2 separate regions of the Sus scrofa genome follow, and region 1 is linked to region 2. The links are chromatin contacts, called in public HiChIP or PLAC-seq maps. All regions are on one chromosome and are shown on one strand. Each heading gives the region's core, a stretch centred on a gene start, on an enhancer-like site or on the middle of the called end of the contact. The rest is flanking DNA. Distances are from core to core; before and after follow the strand shown. Region 1 overlaps EDEM3 (ER degradation-enhancing alpha-mannosidase-like protein 3). Region 2 overlaps TSEN15 (tRNA-splicing endonuclease subunit Sen15).

What was found. HiChIP or PLAC-seq counts read pairs in DNA pulled down with a chosen protein or histone mark.
Region 1: a contact with region 2 is called in an H3K27ac HiChIP or PLAC-seq map of skeletal muscle, with 7 times the contacts expected there. The contact joins two enhancer-like sites. A contact is called at or near these places in 15 of 47 Hi-C or Micro-C datasets (alveolar macrophages, brain, embryonic fibroblasts and 8 more) and 1 of 2 datasets of contacts at active chromatin or transcription factors (skeletal muscle).

The regions. Positions count from the first base shown.
Region 1 is chr9:125,905,662-125,912,176 of Sscrofa11.1, reverse strand. It overlaps EDEM3 (ER degradation-enhancing alpha-mannosidase-like protein 3), which reads left to right. Exons shown (of 20, transcript XM_021102628.1): 20 at 1-3,316. Among named protein-coding and RNA genes, the nearest start is that of EDEM3, 74 kb to the left of the region's middle. Within about 2 kb of position 1,911, at least 12 of the 83 cell types and tissues checked have an H3K27ac peak or open chromatin away from gene starts, as enhancers often do. A contact at or near this core is called in skeletal muscle, where this site is marked.
Region 2 is chr9:125,322,319-125,328,808 of Sscrofa11.1, reverse strand. All of the region lies in intron 4 of TSEN15 (tRNA-splicing endonuclease subunit Sen15), which reads right to left. Among named protein-coding and RNA genes, the nearest start is that of TSEN15, 25 kb to the right of the region's middle. Within about 2 kb of position 4,903, at least 2 of the 83 cell types and tissues checked have an H3K27ac peak or open chromatin away from gene starts, as enhancers often do. A contact at or near this core is called in skeletal muscle, where this site is marked.

The DNA of each region.
Region 1 (6,515 bases), core at 662-3,161, 590 kb before region 2:
GAATCTGGAGCGTGTTAGGCTAGAACTGACCTTGTTTAAACTGTCCCATCACAAATGGAAACTCACAGCCCCCCCTCAGGTGACAGCATGCACCACCCTGCTGTACCTCAGGCCAGGAGGAGATTGCTGGAGTCTCTGGAGAGACAGGATTCAGTTAACTGTGAGGTGGGGAATATGAATTTGAGTCTCTTTCTAATGAAAGGAAGCTCGGCTTTCTTGCTTTGGGGGTTAGAGGCTCTTTGGGGAAAACACAGATGAGTATTGCGGGCATTCCGATGATGCTGCCTTCACAAAAACACTCAAAGTGACCTATGTGGTGATGAAGCAACTGCATTCACGGTGAAAACGGTCTTTGCTTATCATTTTCACTTGCTTCATTGTGTAACACGATCAAAATGACTTGATTTCTTTTCCCTTTTAACAATGTCCTTTTCATTTAAACCAAAGGTGAAGCCAGTATACTTTTCTCAGTGAGTTACTAATCCTTGGGACCAGGTAAAAAGGTCATATACTGTGTTGTGGAATTTGAGGACTTAATATTTTTGAAAAATGGAGCAAGGGTGAAACATAATGTTGCAATATGCACTTGCCATTGGGCCTTCCAAAGGGAAAGCTGTGACTACTCTGAAACGGAACTTAAGGTTATATCTTAGTAGGGTGAATTATAAATCTTTTCCAGTTCATTTCTTTGGAGGTGATTACCTCTTGCCATCAGCCTTACTCCATCCCATGTTTAGTACGCATTTTGAGCCACAAGGCCTGTGTTGCCAATATCTGAATACATTTTGTTCCATTTTTCTATCTTCGGGAGCCATGATAAAACTGTGGTAGTGATTTAAAAATTCTGGGGTAACTACTATTTTCCTCCTTTGAAACTATGATTTCTAAAGTTGCACCTAAGGAGTCTGTCACATTTTCTGTTGAATCATGGTTTTTTAAGTTTGCTTTTTTTAAAAAAACTAGTATTCCATCTGATATGGACTTGAAAATTAGTCTTTGGTAATCTGTGTAAAAAACTTACACAGTAGCAACTAACATACAGCCATATAGTTTAATGAGAGTCCGGCCCTCCAGCGTGTGTACGTGTGTTGTGTGTGTGTGTGTGTGTGTGTGGCAGTCTGGTGCTGGCCACATATAAGTTTTAAAAAGTTTGTTGTTGATATCTGTAGATAGCCCTGTAATTGAAATCATGGCTTTACTCATTTTATTTTCAAAGTTACCTGTATCATTTCTAAAGGAATATTTGAGAATTCCCCTTTTCTTTACCATGACATTATATAATAACCTTTTCTTAAAACAGTTTTTGAGGTACTGATGAACTTAAACTGTATATGGAGCTGTTAAAAGAACAGCAGTGCTGTATTGTAGTTATGTATATTCATGTACAGTCTTAGATCCCAGGTAAACAAACACATTCTGTCACAAGGGGATAAATAGCTACTTTCAAAAATTCCATCTAAACTTAATTGGGTCAGTGAGTAATCTAATAGAGAATTCACATTGGGGGGGTGGCGGGGGAAGAGTAGTAAACAAGACCTTTATTGGCCCTTAATTAAACCTGACACCAAAATGGCTATTTTTAGTCTCTCTGCATGTGAAATTTGGTGTAAGAAGATAGAACTATAATACATACAGTCTATGGAAGGATAGACTGCTTTGTTCATCTTCATTGCAAAGCCACCAAAATAGCTGAAGCTTAATTACTTGACTTGCCTTGATTCATAGGACTGGGGCTTGGAGAAAAGGAGCAGATGTTCCTTTAAAACTTGGATTACAGAGCCTTATGTACATTGATTTTGTATTTGTAGCACAGAGCCATTGTTGTCTAAATCTGACTTATCTAAGTTAACAAAACAACATAGTTTTGTGTCCAGCAGAGGTCTTGTGGCATCCTAGGAAAAGCCAGACTACTGCCACTCTCCCTTCCTTTGGCCGTTAGGGGGAGCTGTTGCCATTGAGGTCTAGAAGCAAATTGTTCACTCGTTTCGAAAATGAATCGTTTAAAAAAAAGAAGGAAGAAAGAAAAGAAGAAAAAAAACACCCAGAAGGAGTTATTCTTGATTTTTCCCTAGCTAAGAAAAGAAGGTAACATGTTCAGTTTCAGATTCCGACATTGTCCTTGACTCTCTCCATTCTTAATTGACATACTGCCACAAAGCTGTTTTTGAGTTCATTAAAAACTTTCAATACCATTAGGCTTTTTTTTTTTTTTAATGTTTTGTTTTTTAAATACCTTTTATAGCATTTTCTTTACTTCCTAAAGATTCAGGAGATTCTGTGTGACCCTGAATTTTAGAAACATCTGGTCTACCTCAGTTAAGTGTTGCCTGTACAGAGAGAGAGCTGAAGTGATCACCACAGCCATAAAACTGTTTGACTAAGAAGGATTTATGCAATGTTTACAAACCTGGAATCAAGTAAGGATTTTATCTGAAAGTTAAAATCAGATATTAGAGAAAGTATTTAATTCAGGTATTTTCAAGTTTTAAAACGTAACCTGTTTACCTAATAGAAATAGTTTTTTTCTGCTTTGGAAAGTCCATTGAAATGACATACCCTAATTTGCAGTGCTTTCTCCATAAAGTTTAGGTGTGAAAGAACTGTAATGTACCAGATACGTTTGGAATGAGAGCTTTTGTTGGGTAGGTTCTTTTTCTTTTTTAACTTTTAATAGGCTTCCAACAAGAATACCATTGTTGTTCAGAACAAAAATTTTTTTTACGTTATACTTTCCCTTTTTCCCCCACAGTATTAGGAATTAAAATGAAAAATTGTGCACTCTCTGATTTGACTTCTCTAATTACTCTGTCAAGATATTTTTTTCTAATTACCACCACAGCCCTTTTTATAGGAAAACCAGCATTTGTTCCCTCACCAAACCCCATGCCAAATTCATCATAAAGAAAGCTCAGCATAAGTAATTCAAATAGTGCTTATAATTGGGGGGGGGGCATTTAATAAATATTCCAACCGGTCGTTTTATGCACAAGGCTTCAGTCAGAACATAGAAAAAAAAAAACATTCTGTGAATGAAATATTGTATGTTCAGATTTTATAAAAGACATTTTTAAAAGCCCAATTTACAGCCGTATATTTTCTTATGATGTAATTTATGAAAAAGATGTCTGTACTAACAGGTGCTGTAACACTACTGTTGTTGGATTTTATTGTTTGGTGATAAATGTATACCATATTTCTAAGGGAAACTATGTACTGTGATGTAAAAGTCTGGGCAAAATGTATATAATCCTTGTATATAATTGTGTATTTGATTATAATTACTGATTGTAAAGATTTAATAAAATATGTAAATATTCTGGTCTAGTTTTAATTTTTAAAATCAGTCTGCATATCTTTATACTTTGATATCTTAAAAAATTTTTTTGCCACTCTGTCTTCCCTTTAATTTTCATTTTACTCCCGGAGAGTAAATCTGGGGACAGCTGCAAGTATAGAAACACATTGAACAGTTCCACGCCTGAACTAGTGCCAGGGACCCTCAGAGTAGAGTTAGAGGAGTTAGCATTTCAAAGTGTCAATATTGGTAACATGTTTTTATTTTTTATTTTTTTGCTTTTCTAGGGCTGCGCCTGGAGCATATGGAAGTTCCCAGGCAAGGGATCAAATTGGAGCTCCAGCTGCTGGCCTACACCACAGCCACAGCAACACAGGATCCAAGCTGTGTCTGCGACCTACACCACAGCTCATGGCAATGCCAGATCCTTAACCCACTGAGCAGGGCCAGGGATTGAACCTGCGACCTCATGGATACTAGTCTGGTTCATAACTGCTGCACCACAATGGGAACTCCTCGCTTACATTTTGAGTTTACTAATATTTAATAAAAGCAATTGTCCTTTGAACATTGTCATAAAAAGTTACACTAACCTATTATTTCCAGTGAGACCATTTCCTTTAGCAGCCACTTTAAGACAGTATGCTTTTCATCTGCACTGTTCCAGGGTTTCTGAGCACAGATATCTTGAAAGATGTAATAGGTATTATTTCTTGATAACTGCTTTCTTTAAAGATGAACAAACTGAGAGTTGAGCAAGCTCAAGCATTTTACTCAAAGTCCCACATCTGGTGCCTGGGCCACGGAAGGGGAGCCCTGGTTTATTTCTAGAGCCCGTGTCCCTTCCATGTGCCGCCCTCTCCCTTCCTTTCTCCTCCCACCTCCATTTCAGTTTCTGCTCACCCTTGGCTCAGCCCTCCCACCTGATCACTTTTTCCCCACCTGGGACTGAAGTTTAGAAGTGGCAGCATCCATTCTCAAGTTGTCTGGGCATTAACTCCAGTCTCAGCCTGTCTCCATGCCTTTAGAACAATGCACCACTATTTCAGGAAAGAGTTAAAGATCCAACAGTCTCTCTTACAAGATTTCAAAGAGGAGGTTGCTGTTCTAGGTAAAGCAAACTTGAAGTGGTCTATATACTGAGAGAAGTTTTACTCGCAGTTTAAGGGTGGAGACTGGTGAGTGTCAGCATCTGCCTCCTAGGAAGGCTTGTGCTTCTCACGGCTCACCCTAATAAGCCTGGAGGTCTGTCGTTTCCATACACCTCTTCAATGAGGTAATCAACGAGAGTCCACTGATGGAAGCTTGGGGTGCACTCTTCGGCTGTGAAAGAATGGACTCATCATCCCAGATGACAGTGGGAGAAATGTTTGAGAAGTCCTGTGGTGTCAGAGCACGCACAGTTTCGGTCTCAGCTGCCTATGAAGTGGTACTCTCTCAGCAACAGCAACAGCAGGTAACAATACAAAAAAATACTTTGGATGTAACAGGGACTTCTTGAAAAGGTCGAAAACCTCCCTCGCAAAGCCCTTAAATAGACTAGGCAAATACAGAGGAACTTAATAGCAAGGGACTGGCTGCTACTCTTGCACCACCAGCACGACCCCAGTGCTACAGTTTTAGGGCAGCTGGAAGCACATCCTACACAGGAGCCCCGCCCCCCAACTTTATCTTTGCCAAGTTTCTAGGAGAAGCCATTGACCTTAGGGTCAAGAGGCAAACCGACAAACACTGTGAGCCAGCTTATCTTAAATGCCCTTTCCCCAGTCTCCCAACCAGCCCCTTCCATTTATACAGTAGATGAAGTTCTAAGGGCAGCCCCAGACCGCTGCCATCTTTAGAAGGACTGATCTCTTCATTTAGCCACTCTCCTGTCTTACCTGAGGCCTTGAGCCAAGAGAATTCCAGCCCTAACTGTCTTACTGCATTCATATTTAATAAAAATACGTAAATTTTTGGCCACACCCATGGCATGCGGAAGAACCTGGGCCTAGGATCACACCCAAGCCATAGCAGTGACACCAAATCTTTAACTACTAGGCCACCAAGGAACTCCAAAATAAATGTTTTTAAAACCCTGAGATCTTAGTATCTAATCATGATTTTCAACTCAGTCTTGTCTATTCACATGGATAGTTTTTCAGGACCTCCAACCCACTGTTCCTTCTAGTTTTGCAGAATCCCTCACCCCTTCCCATGGTCTCACTTCCCTATTTACCCACCATTAATGTCCTTTCCTCTTTTGTTTTTTGTTTATGGCTGCACCTGTGGCACATGGAAGTTCCCAGACTAGGGTGCAATTGGAGCTGCAGCTACCGCCTATGCCACTGCTACAGCAACACCAAATCTGAGCCACAGCTATGACCTATGCAGCTTGTGGCAACTCCAGATCTTTAACCCACTGTGTGAGGCAGGAATCAAACCTGCAACCTCACAGAGACAACATTGGGTCCTTAACCCACCGAGCCACAATGAAAACTCCTCTCTCTTTTTTTTTTTTTTTTTAGGGCCACACCCTTGGCCTGTGGGGGCTCCCGGGCTAGGAGTCAATTGGAGCTACAGCTGCTGGCCACAGCCACATCAGATCCGAGCCACATCTGCAACCTACACCATAGCTAACAGCAATACCGGATCCTTAACCCACTGAGTGAGGCCAGGGATCAAACCTGTGCCCTTGTGGATGGTAGTCAGATTCGTTTCCTTTGGGCCACGATGGGAACTCCCTCTTCTCCTCTTTTGAGTTAAGTTGGCAAAACTTTAAATCTTATTACACCAAATTACCCACCAATGTTGCACCTAAACTTAAGTAGCTGTTGGAACTGGATGAAACCACATAACCAGTGACTAGCCTCACTTTAAATCATGAACACAAATCTGAAATGAGATTCAATACTTCCCACAATTCTGTATTTCTCTAGCTAATTTATTTTCCTACTCTGCGACAACAGTTTCACACCACCTTTCTTTTGAAATATCCCCTACTCCTCCCCTCACTCAGTGACCTCACCACACATTTTATTGAGAAAATAGACGCAAATGAGAATGACTTTAGCCTCCACTAACTTCTCTACCTAGTGAATCCGCATGACTTGCATTTGCATTTATTTTGATAGAAATTTCCCTATACATATTCTAGGACAATCATCAACTTTCCCTACTTTGACAATTAGAGAGTAGGAACCCCCAGACTCAAACCAGATAGACTCAGAGATGGAAGAAT
Region 2 (6,490 bases), core at 3,654-6,153:
TATGTTCACCTATTCTGCTATGGCCCATGAACAAGGTATAGTATTGACATCTTTAAATGGTACATATAAGAACCTACAGAATAGGCTCAATTTTGCCACTCTGTCCACAAAGCCCTTTAAGAAAAGGTTTGCTGACCCCTACTGTATGAAAGAAGTTAAGAATAAGAAATGTAAGACATGATCACTGAAGCAGTGTTTTTATTTTCAATATTATTTATTCAAAAGTCAGAGCAGAAGGAGGTTCCACTTCTAATTAGGATGTAGAACATCCTAAAGACCACCATTCCTATGATAACAGAGAAAATACTTTGTTTGGTTTTTAAAAAATGCCATTTTTCTTGAAAGCCATAAAGGGAGGTAAACACAAAGTGTTTAAAAGAACTAAATTCCAATGAGAAATGAGCCCTTCCTGGGTAAAGTGAGGCCAAGAGTCAGCCACTTCCATCCTTGATGGCAACTGTCAAGTCTGGGCAGATGGCTGGAGGAGTGAGCCAGTCATAGGCAAGCAACATCACTGGGACTAGGAGAAAACAGCACTACTCCTAAAAGCTGCACATGAACTCGTCTGGTGGATTAGAATCTGAAGGGATATCAATTCCTTCAGTTCCCCAATTCTCCCTCATGGAACTTCTGCTATGTTTAAGCAACAGCATGAAATGCTGAGGAAGGGACTAGAAAATGCAAGCAAGCTCTGATCACAAAGCCCTGCTGAAAAGAGAGGCCTAAGCCCTTTCTCAAGGCATCTGAAACCAGAAGAGAAAAGAGATAACTAAAGATGCAACTCAGCCATGACTCCTCTTGACTTCTCACTAGATTGACTAAATTTAGATTCTGACTCTACTTGCTAGATAGAGGAAAGGATGAGCTCTTTTGGGGTGAGGAGTAGTATCAACATCAGTCTCTTCTTCATACACAGTGTCTAGCATCCAGTGAAAAACTCTAAGGTATGTGAAGAAGCAGGAAAATATGTCTAATGACCAAGAACAAAAAGTCAGTAAAAGAAAACCTTCAGAAAACTAAAGTTGTTGAAAAACTTAGAAATGGGAATTAATAAAGTCTCTAATAACTATAATAAATGTTAGAGTATTGAGGAAAAAACACAGAAAAAAAATGGGTGACAAGATGAAAACTTTAAGGAAAACATGAAAATCCTAAAGAAAATGAACATTCTAGGATGTAAAAACAGATTTTCAAAGTGCTGATGAGGCTTAATGGTAGATTAGACACAGCAGAAGAAAGAATTTAGTGAACCTGAAAAGAGGTCACAAGAAACTTAACTGAAAAACAATGAGAAAAATAACTTTTAAATAAAACATCGGAGGCCTTAGGGGCAATATCAGTTTAACAAACACATAAATGGAATTTCAGAAGGAAAAAGAGAGAATGGTGTCTAAGTCCTTTTGGCTTGCCATAACAAAATACCACAGACTGGGCATCTTATAAATAATAGAAATTTATTTCTCAGGCTAGAAAGTCAAGATCAAGGCATCAGCATGGTCTCATTCTGGTGGAGGTCTTCTTCCTGGCTCGCAGCAAACACCTTCTCACTGTGTCCTCACATGGTGAAAGGGGCAAGAGATAGCTGTGAGGTCTCTTTTTAAGGCACTAATCCCATTTATGAGGGCTCCATTATCATGGCTTAAGCACCTCCAAAGGTCTCATCTCCTAATACCAGCATTTTGGGGGCTTAGGATTTCAACATGGGAAACATGGGGAGTACATTCAGACTACAGCAGTAGAGAAGAAATAGCAGAGATTTTTCCAAAGCTGTCATCTCTGAATGTAAAGCGTCTCGCTGACTCCCAGCATACAGTTGGATCTTGTTTTTACAGTCAGTCTTATAATATCTGTGCCTTGATTGGGGTGTTTTATCCATTCACATTTAAAATATTGATACTGCTAAATTTATATCTTCCATTTTGTTCTTTGTTTTCTATATGTCACGTGTCTTTTTTTGTTTCTCTGTTCCTCCTTTACTACCTTCTTTTGTATTAAATTGATATTTTTCTAGTACACCATTTTAATTTCTTTATGATTTTTTAACTATACAGTTGTAGAGTTAACCCCTGAACAACACAGGTTTGAACTATGAAGGTCCACTTATACATATTTTTTTTCAATAAAAATGCATTATAGTATACGTGAGCCCTGGTTGGTTGAATCTGCGAATGCAGAACTGCAGATACAGAAGACTGACTATAAAGTTATATGTGGGATTTTCAACTGTGCAAAGGATTGGCACCCCTAAACCTACACTGTTCAAGGGTCAACTACTTTTTCAAGTGATAGTTTAAAGATCACTCCATGCATCTTAATTTATCACAATTTACCTCTGATCAACACTAATTCAATTCTGAAACAAATTTATAAATTGCTCCAATATAACTTCATTCCTTTCTATGAGGTGGCATACATGAAAAGCTTTGCAAACTATAAAGTAGTCACTGGTTACGTTTTATTATATAGTATCTACTAGCTTTGCTACCTTGCAAATTGAGACATAACATTGTATCCACAACTTTTCTCTTAAAAAATAATTTCCACCTATGATGTATTGCATGATAATTACCTAGATTATTGTTCATATCAGAGATTCACTTTAGTGATATTTAGATGAAACAACCATAAATATTAATGAGAAATCTCATTACATAGCACTGATGGAAAGTAACACTCTGAAGCCACTGCAATACACATAACTTAAAAATAAGTTTCTTTAAATATCCCTAACTGGCAGAGTATGACAAAGATGAGACACAGATGGAAGGGGAAAAAAAACTATTAAGACAACTTGTACATATTTTCTTTTCCTCAGGATATGACATTATTTAAATCAGAAATGTACATGCGTACGTGCGTGTGCATGGTTTTTTTCCTAATGTAAACTGAGTGGGAACTCTAGCCCATATATTGAAATTTAGGATAGAAATTTCCATTTCATTCATATTTGTTTCCAGAGTTCTCTGGTATAAATAGCAAAACATTTTCAGACTTACTCAAAACATCCATGTGGGAAACCCTAACATTTGAAAATTAGCTCAGAGTTGTAAAGGGGGTATTGTCTTCAGAGTTGAGGGAAATCACTGTCAAAAATGAAATGGAAGTTCCCGTCTCAGAGCTCTGTTTATCCCACTTGGTAGTGTCGGGGGCTGGGGGGTGGAATTACCAATGAATCTTCTCATAATAACAGAGTAGAATAGTTTATCTGCCTCTCTTACTCAAAGCACACTTGAGACGTCTTACAAAGATTCTCGTTCAGGATCTCTTCTAGTCTATTTTTAACATTATGTTTAAAGTGATGCCATCATCTTTCCCTATTTGAGGTCTGTCTTACTTGTTTCCTTTACGAGATATTCATAAACTGGTAAAAATTTTACTTTGCCTTTAAGTCAACAGATTGAACTTTCTCAATATAACAACAACAACAAAAGGTTCCAAAGTTCTATTTTAAAAATCACACGTGATTGTAAAGATGCTGAGGACAATGAAGCATCGCTAAAATGCTACAGTCTCATTTAACCTCTGGTTTTAATTTAGAAGACACAGAACAAAGTTTCCTTATGTGCCTATTTTTTTAAAAGCTCAGTTCTTTGGAAAAATAGAGATGTTTCATCACACAAATCTAATAATTTGGATAAAGCCTTCTACAGTTTATATTTGATAGAAATCCACATATGTAAAAGATAACCTATATATTAATAAGAAGAATTTCAGGTTTTTGAGTTCAATATATTTCAAGAGAAAAGTCCCACCTAAAGAAAGAGATAAATCAGTAATAATCACAGTTGTTAATCAAGAGTAACAGAATTTGGAGTTCCCGTCGTGGCGCAGTGGTTAACGAATCCAACTAGGAACCAGGAGGTTGCGGGTTCGGTCCCTGCCCTTGCTCAGTGGGTTAACGATCCGGCATTGCCGTGAGCTGTGGTGTAGGTTGCAGACGCAGCTCGGATCCCGTGTTGCTGTGGCTCTGGCGTAGGCGGGTGGCTACAGCTCCAATTCAACCCCTAGCCTGGGAATCTCCATATGCCGCGGGAGTGGCCCAAGAAATAGCAACAACAACAACAACAACAAAAAGACAAAAGACAAAAAAAAAAAAAAAGAGTAACAGAATTTGATGTCTACAACAGGTTTTTCTTTCTTATAACTGTTAAGAGAGGAGCTTAGCATTCTGAAAACAAAGTGATTCCAAATTTTAACAAAGCTAACGTTATTTGGCTACTGCCCTTCCTCCAAGGTACTTAAATACTTTCCATAAGCCTTAGCATTTGTGTTTTTGTAACAACCCTACAACAGAGACTAAGTAACCTCTGGAGATACGCACAGAGGACAAGAAATTTGAAGACAACATTAAATTTAATTTCAAATGTTGTCAAACTAGAATGCATCATAGGTTAAAATTATTATTAATTTCAACTCACACAAAGCAATATCTCCTTCTGTCATTTTTAATGTGGCCAAACTGATAAATGCTGCAGCTGCATCAACAAAAGACATTAACTCCCCGATCTGCCTCATTATGATTTATTTAAACAACACACCATAATGCAACTGCGGAACACAATGCAAATTAAACTTGTGCCCAAGGAGCCTTATCCACTCACAGGCTCGATCCTGAACAAAGTTTCAAGAGTAATAGACCACCTCCTTTTGAATCATGCCAATGCCTTCCTAGGAAAAAATCAAGGCAGCTGAAGTCCCAGGGGGTTATTGAACAATTAGGTGCCTGTGTGGCTATTCACCCTGGTGGGAAGCCATTCTGCGAAAATAAACTGTAAGGGTTTTTTTGTTTGTTTGTTTTTGAGGGTAAGAAAAAAAAAATGCTATGCCAGTTGAAGGAAGCTGCCAGAACTGGGAGTTTTAACAGTAACAGATTTCCAACAGAGGTAGTCTGAGGACACACATCCTGATATGCAGGGAAGCCAAATGACAGGAATCATTTTCCTAGTTATTATTAGACTTCAGGCCTCATATAAAATAATAGCCATTAATTTGTAATAAAGAACATAATTCTGGAGAGAGGAAATATTTTTTGATGATAGGAAAATGGAGTATCCTTCAAAAAACATGTAACATTTCAGACTTAAGTCTCATAACTAAGAACATCTTTTAAAATGTTCTAAAGAAGGAACTAAATTGTTTCTAATAACTCTTTACTCCACCATTAATATAAGCCCTTCTCCTAAGGCACAAAGGAAAAAGAAGGGTTGAATGGTGAAGGGAGTGGTGGTACTGGCAGGGGAGGAAGATATGGGTGAAAAAGAATTTAACTAAAAGGTAAGGAAACTATTTATAGCACTGGCAGAGTGGCTCTTCAGACTTCTGACTGTTCTCTATCCTGGGAGGTATACAGTTATAGTTACAGGGTAAAGTGTGGTAATAAGCAGTGATAAACCTTGCAAGCAGATGAATTCTGAAGACATTCTAATTTCTTAGAAACTCTTGAAAGGCTGCTTGCAGCACATCTTTGTGTTCTTTAAGATATTATTCAGCAAGTCTCTGCTGCAGGAACTGAAGAGTTTAAGAGAATCATTCATTCATCCAACAAATACCTATTTAACACCAAACACAAGGCACCAGGCAAGGCACTGGGAAAAAGAACGAACACAACAAAGCTCCTGCTTCCATAGGGGATGTGGGGAGGAAAGAGAGTAAACAAACAAACAAACAAAAAAGCCCACTATACAATATACTGAGTAGCAATAAATGCAGTAAGTGTTATAAAGGAGGGCCACTTCATAGGTTGCATTAGTACAAGAGGTGAGATGACAGTAGCTTACACCAGAATGATGCAGTATAGCAGAAGTGGCGAGAAAAGGTCAGATTTTGGATATACTTTTAAGGGAGAACTGACAGATTTTGTTAACAAATTAATTTGGCAGTCTGAGAACTGGGTGGACTAAAACTAATAAGAGATTATAGCAAGGTTAATGTGTCAAGATCAATTGCTTTCCTGTACACCAGCACTGAACAACTGGAATTTCAAATAAAAAACACAACATTTACATTGGCATCAAAAAAGTGAAATGCTTAGGTATAAACCTAAAAAAATATATGTACAGGATCTATATAAGGAAAACTGTAAAACTCTGATGACAGAAATCATAGACGATCTGAATAAATGGAGAAACAGTCCATAATCATGGATTGGAAGGTTCAAATATTGTTAAGATGCCAATTCTTCTTATTGTGATCTATAAATTAAGCACAATCCCAAACAAAACCCTAGCAAGCTATTTTGTAGATACTGACAAACTGATTCTAAAGTTTACATGAAAAGGCAAAAGACCTAGAATAGCAACACTGAAAAATACCAAAGAAGAACAAAGTGAGAGTACTGACATGACCCATCTTACTTACTTTTAAGCTATAGTAATTAAGACTATGTGGTACTGACGAAGGAATAGACACACAGGTTAATGAACTAGAATTAGAGAGCCCAGAACTGACCCATATAAATATGGTCAACTGATCTTTGACAAAGGAGCAAAAA